2 separate regions of the Sus scrofa genome follow, and region 2 is linked to region 1. A link is a contact called in public promoter capture Hi-C data. All regions are on one chromosome and are shown on one strand. The core of a region is the stretch at or near the end of the contact, and the rest is flanking DNA. Distances in the headings are between cores, read along the strand shown.

Region 1 (3,109 bases), core at 269-2,768:
AAATACAGTGCTGCCTTTTCAGCAGCGTAGAGGTTCTTCACTCTTTGGAGTCACTGACCTCTTGGGGGAGATAAGAATGGATAACACCAATATTTGCTGAGCTGTGCTGAGCACAGTGTGTGCATTGTCTCATTTAATGCTCAGCAAGTCCTTTGGGAGGAAATAGACGCAGTGGACACATGAGGGAATAGAAGCTCGTGAAGGTTAAGGATCTGCTCAAGGTCACACAGCCTGTGTAGTGGATTCAGATTCAACCCTTGGTCTGGGACCTTAGAATCGGAGCTTCAAGCCAGTCCTTGAATTGAGGGTTCCTGTGATCCTCTCCAGGATCTTGCCATGGGCTCCTGGGCACAGAGTGGGGCTGCAAACATGCAGACTCCCCAAGTCCTTCCCAGAAAGCCCAGCAGGGACTCCTCCAGAGCCAGAGGGGGCCGAGGGGCCTGGGGCTCCGTGTAGAATTCTAACCTACGTCCTGACTTGAAGACTTCCTGGCTGAGACACACCCCGGTCTCTCTATTACCCACTGGCTTTTTGGCCCTGGAGACCAAAGCCCTGGCTGTGCCGAGCCCCATCGGTGCTATTGACACAGAGCCGGCCCTTGCCATAGGCATGGTCTCATTTAATTCCATTCTCAGAGGGACCTGCTGTTTCTAAAGTGTCTGGCAATGAGGCTGGAAGTTTTGAACGGCCTGGACTAGCTTCTGCTTGAGATGCTGTTGTGGTCACTAGGTCAGAGCCTGGGCAGGCAGGCCTCTGGAAGGAGGACCAGCTTTGGGCTTTTTGGACAAGAGAGGAAATCAACCACAGGTTAGTAGTGGGCAGTTTGGTGTGTGTATGTGTGTGTTGTGGGGGGTGGTTCTTCTAAAAGGCAGTTGGACTGGGTTTGGTTAGAGGGACAGACTCCCCTCTGCTTTCCACCCCCAACCAAGGCTGCATGTTCTGGGGGCCACACAGTCCATGACATCCACCCCCAGGAAATATTAGGGAACCAGGGGACCCTGGGAATGTACCCAGATGTCAAGCACCAAAGTGAGAACTGGGCCCTGGCCCCTTCCTGGGGGTACAGCCCTGCTGGGCCCCGGACAAGGGCATTTTCCTCCCTTTCTTTTCTTCCTTCCCAGCTCCTTCAACCCTCTCTCCGGACTCCCGTTCTCCCTCCTCTCTTCCTGTCTTCTCTTCTCTTAGGCTCAGCCTTTTGGGCTAAGGTAGCCTTTAACCTGAGGCTCCAGGGACTCCTGGGGTAATGAGCTCCGGGGAGGTTCCCACCCCTCCTCCAGGGACCGTGGCTGCCGCTGCTTCCCCTCCGCGCCCCGCGCAGCCACGGGCTCCGGGCTCCGCATCGCAGGGGGACAGCCTTCCCCAAATGCCTTGGCTCAGGCCAGCGGCAGATCACCCGCTCCTCCGCCCGCGCTCCCCGTGGTCTCCCCTTCTTACTTGACAGCTGCGCGGCAATGAGGAGCCAGAGCCTCGGCTGCATCTTGGCGCGCCCGGGAACACCTGGTCCCGATGGTCTCGGCTGAGACGGTGCGGGCTGGAACCGGGCGGGGCAGCCGGGGGGAGGGGGGATAGCGGGGAGGGAGGGCCCCGCGGGAAGAGGGGCGGGAGCCTGGTGTGAGGATGGCGAGGTCTCCGCCCTCATCCTCCCCGCATTGCAAAGGTCTTGGCTGCATTTCCAGTAAGGAGGTGACCCCGCTGTCCGCGTCAAGCAATTGCACGTGAGTGATCGCCTCTTGCTCTGGAAGGTGGTCAGCACAGGGTCATGACTCCATGCGACTCCAGAGGAGGCCACTGAGACTCAGAGATGCCAGGATGCTCAGGAGGCCCCCACAGGAGTGGTGGTGGAGCAGGACCCCAACTCCAGTCACTTCCTTCCTTTTTGAGTAGTTATGGAGCGCCTCCTGGGTACCCTGGGCCCAGTGGAGTCTGGGGGTGACCAAGACCTAGACCCTGCCCTCAAGGGCACGCACTTGTAAGGGCGAAGGAAAGTTAACTGATGAGACATGCAGTCTGATAGTGAGGAGGGTGTGCTGTGGCAGGGGAGAGGGGCCCCCACCTCTGCCTGGCCTGGGGCAGAGCCAGACCTACACCTTCAGGGTCAGGAAGAGCTTAGAGTATGATATTCTCTTTACCCTCCTCACTCGTGTAATTCCTGTTAAAATAACGCTGAAACAGGGACTCAGCAGAAGATCAACAAAGACGTCTACTTTGAAGCTGTGTGTGTGGCGGCGGGGAGGCTCAAGTTCACCCTGCTCTCCTGCTGTGTGGGTGCTGCAAAGCTATGGAGCTTTGGCTGCCAGTGATGCAGTCCAGTCCTGGGCAGGGAGACTTATCAGGGTGATCTTCCTGTTCAAGGGCCAAGTGCAGGTTCACAGAGGGAGGGGGTTGGGCTGTTGGAGGAGGGCGTTCCAAGAATACTGAGGGCCTGTGGGCCCAAGGGAGCCTGGGGAGGGCAGTGGGAGGAAGCCACCTTATCAACAAGGACCTAAACCTGCAGACCAGTTGGTTTGGACCTAAACTCTGAGAGATTTGAGTTAATTGAGAGGGGATGGAGTGTCCCTGAAGGGATTGAAAGCAGGCGGCAGGGCAAGGACACTTCCAGCATCCGGAGCCAATCTCCTTTGTCCTATAACTGTGGCGTATAAATTATATTGATTTGTTTGTTTGTTTGTTTTTTGCTTTTTAGGGCCAAACTCGAGGCATATGGAGGTTCCCAGACTAGTGGTCAAATCGGAGCTACAGCTGCCATCCAACACCACAGCCGCAGCAACACCGGATCCTTAACCTACTGAGCGAAGCCAGGAATTGAACCTGCAACCTTATTTTTTATATTTTATTTCTTTGTCTTTTTTAGGGCTGCACCCATGGCATATGGAAGTTCCCAGGCTAGGGATCTAACTGGAGCTGTAGCCACTGGCCTATGCCAGGCGAACAGTAACGCTGGATCCGAGCCGCATCTGCGGCCTACACCACAGCTCACAGCAACGCTGGATCCTTAACCCACTGAGCAAGTCCAGGGATCAAACCCAAAACCTCATGGTTCCTAGTTGGATTCATTAACCACTGAGCCATGATGGGAACTCCCTAACCCACAACCTTATGGTTCCTAGTC
Region 2 (3,109 bases), core at 263-2,762, 54 kb before region 1:
AGCGGGCCCGGATCCCCCACCCCACCCCGCCCGCGCAGGCACGTCCTTCTCCCGCTCTCGCTTTCCCCACCGCTTGGGCTGCCCTGGGCTGTTCCGCCAGGATCAGGGTAGCCCCTGGCTAGGGCTATTCCCGCGCCCGCCTCACCTGCGTTGCCCGAAGGCCGGCACACCTCTGGGGCCACAGACACGGCGTGCGACGCTTTGGTGGGAGTCCGCTTGGGTGGTGGCGTAGTCGGCGTCTTGGTGGGCTTTGCTGCGGGAGCAACAGTGGTTGGAGGCAGGATTGAGGCGGTGCGCGCGAACCCTTCCTACCGCTGCGCGCGCCTTTGCCCAGCCGGCGCCTCTTCCAGATTTTCCAGGGAAAAAGCCGTAGACCGCCGCCCGCGCGAGCTCTACGCTCAGGGCGGGGAAGGTGGGGTGAGACCTGCTCTGCGAAGCGCACCCGGCGCCTCAGACGCGAACGCAGGAGCCCGCTCCCCTCCGCCCAGCCTTTCTCCAAGGCCCCACCAGAAACTCGTGGGCTTGGGGTGATACCTGCATTTTACTGACAAGCAAAGGGAGACTTAGAAAATTTAAATAACTTGTCCAGGATCACACAAGCACCCGAACTCGAGCCCAGATCACGAGGACCTAAAAAGCCATCTTCGGTTCCTACCCAGCTTCACCCTAGCTTCAATTTCCTCGTCTGTGAAATGGGAACAATATCTTCGTTGCCCCCAGGGGCGCTAAGAAGCTGGAAAGCCGGGCGTTCGAGTGAAAAACGGACTCAGACGTAAGCCCCTAACCCCACATAGAGAGGTGCCGTGCCTGTAGGCAGCTCCCGGACCTGGCAAGAAGACGGACATGAAGTTGCTGAAATACAAAACCGAGTTGCTCAGGAACGAGCAGAAATAGTAGCCTTGGTCCTCCTCGCGGAAGCGGTGCAGGATGAGGTAGAAGTTGTCATTGGCCTTGTAACCAGAGATGTAACGGGTGTCCAGCCCCTCGGCTGTCTTATTCCGGGTTTTGGAGAGGTACATGAGGAAGATGGGCTTGGAGGCAGCCCCCGGCTTCTGGTAGAGCCAGGAACAGCTTGTCAGTGTGTTGGAGTGCATCACCTCGCAGCGGAGCTTCACAGTCTCTCCCAGGCTAGCCTGCACCATCTCCGGCGACGTCCGGAACAAGCTGGACCCGAGGACCTTGGCGGGATCTGCGGGGGGGAGGTGGGGTGGGCGGGGGAGCAAGCAGCGAGGCTGAGCCTGGAGCCCTGCGCCCCCCACCAGCCCCTCCCCTGCCCCCATCGAGGGTCGCAAACTCACGGAGCTGCAGGACCAGCGGCAGGAGCAGAGCGGTCACCAGCGAGGCCATGGCGCGCTCCCCGCGGCGCGGCTCCGCTGGAAGCTCGAAGCCTGGAGGCGCGCAAGAGCTAGTAGGACGTCGACGGGGGAAGTTGCGCCCTTCGGCCGGCCACCGAGCCCGGTTTCTCGGTTTCTCGTTCGGAGGATGTGATGTCACCTCAAGCCTTGCTGATATGAGAGTCGCCCTCCTATTCGTCGTTGTCACCTTTCAGCCCAGAGAGGGGGCTGGGGTCGGTGAATGGGCACCGTCGAAGCAGCCTTGCCGGGAAGCTGGGGACGGTGGAGGATTGTGGGTTTGAGGACCAGGAAAAGGGCTTGGAAATGCCCTTCGGAATAGCTCTCCTATGGGTGTGACAGAGATGGAGGACAGAGATGAGAGACTGAAAGAAGTGAGGGAGAGTGAGCAGGAAAGGAGAGAGAAGTGTCCCTTTCCTTTGCCCTCACCCGAATTGGCCCTAGCGCGGACACCTTTGGGACCTTGGGTCTACAAACCCGGCCCTGAGGGCTGAGAAGAAGAGTTAGTGACTCGCCCACTTCTGGGGGACTGGGGCAGGGAAGTCTGGGGTCCTCACGGAGGGAGGACCTTCTCCCTTCTACAGAAGGGCGACTTCCACCAGGCAGCAGCCACTCAAGCCTTACACCTAGCTTGCAGTTTTCTGCTGCCCACACCCTTCAGGCTGTTCCCCAGCAGCTGAACCCCTTCACACAACCTCCTTCCATCCTGAGGCCACTGCAGCAGCCTCTACATCTGTCCCTCTCCTGGCCAACCCCCTAGCCACCCTGCTGTGAACATTACTCTCCTAAAGGGGATCTGATGGGTTCACTCCCTCAGCCACTCATGACCTTCAGGACTGCTTGGAAGCTCAACCCTGGCTTGTTTCAGAGCCTTTGGGTGCTGGTTCCTCCCAGCTTCTGCCCAGTTCCCTGCCCTGGTCTTTCCCATTTACCCACGACAGCGTTTGAGATGATCCAAACTCTGGGCTCCTCTTGCTTTTGTTGTACCGTCTGTTCTGTTTGAGCCCCAGGACCAGTTCCTTCACTGTGGGCCTTTGACCTTGTTCCTCTGTATCCCTAGCTTGGGTGGACACAGTTCTCCCGGTCCTACCCTGGCACACATGTGACCCCTTCCTTGTTGTCTGACACCATCCTGAAACCTTCCCCCCCATAGTGGGTGCCCTTCTCTCATTTCTTCTGGGTCTTCCCGCTTTGAATCCCACAGTGGGCACACCTCACGCTGCTGGGACTTGATTCTAGAGACACACCACCTGGCATTATCTGCTCCACGTGCCTGCCCCAGTTCTGCCCCACAAGGACTGTGTCCCAGACACCCCCCAGATGCCACATGTCACAACACAGCTTGGGCTGAGCTCTGTATGCAGAACAGCACCACCCTTGTGGGATCCAAACTTCAGTGTTGGATGGGCTTTGGGTTTTTGGTTTTGTTTTTTTTTTTTTCACTTTGATTTCAATGCCCTGTCCCACCCTACCCCACCCAAAGTGTCCAAGTTGCTTACTTTAATTTAACATGGGCCATTTAACATTTTATATGTAGAATTTTTTTATTTTAATTTTTTAATGGCTACACCATGGCATGTAGAAATTTCCAGACCAGGGATTGAACCTTTGCCATTGCTGTGACCCAAGCCACAGTAGTGACAATGCCAGATCCTTTAACTCCTAGGCCACCAGGGAACTCCTAGAAATGTTTTTTAAAGTATGTTTTAAGTTACATAAGCTATGTATTCTGAAGCACTTCAGACAATACAAAAAAG

The links. Promoter capture Hi-C pulls out the DNA fragments that hold promoters and counts their contacts.
Region 2: a promoter capture Hi-C map of fetal skeletal muscle shows a contact between it and region 1, with 2.2 times the contacts expected there. The contact joins the promoter of CD8A here to the promoter of CD8B in region 1. A contact is called at or near these places in 3 of 5 promoter capture datasets (fetal liver, fetal skeletal muscle and liver), 2 of 47 Hi-C or Micro-C datasets (embryonic fibroblasts and skeletal muscle) and 1 of 2 datasets of contacts at active chromatin or transcription factors (alveolar macrophages).

What each region holds. Positions count from the first base shown.
Region 1 is chr3:57,966,767-57,969,875 of Sscrofa11.1, reverse strand. It overlaps CD8B (CD8b molecule), which reads right to left and starts at 1,518. Exons shown (of 6, transcript NR_145981.1): 1 at 1,435-1,518.
Region 2 is chr3:58,021,157-58,024,265 of Sscrofa11.1, reverse strand. It overlaps CD8A (CD8a molecule), which reads right to left and starts at 1,512. Exons shown (of 6, transcript NM_001001907.1): 1 at 1,299-1,512; 2 at 827-1,189; 3 at 146-253. The coding sequence starts at 1,347.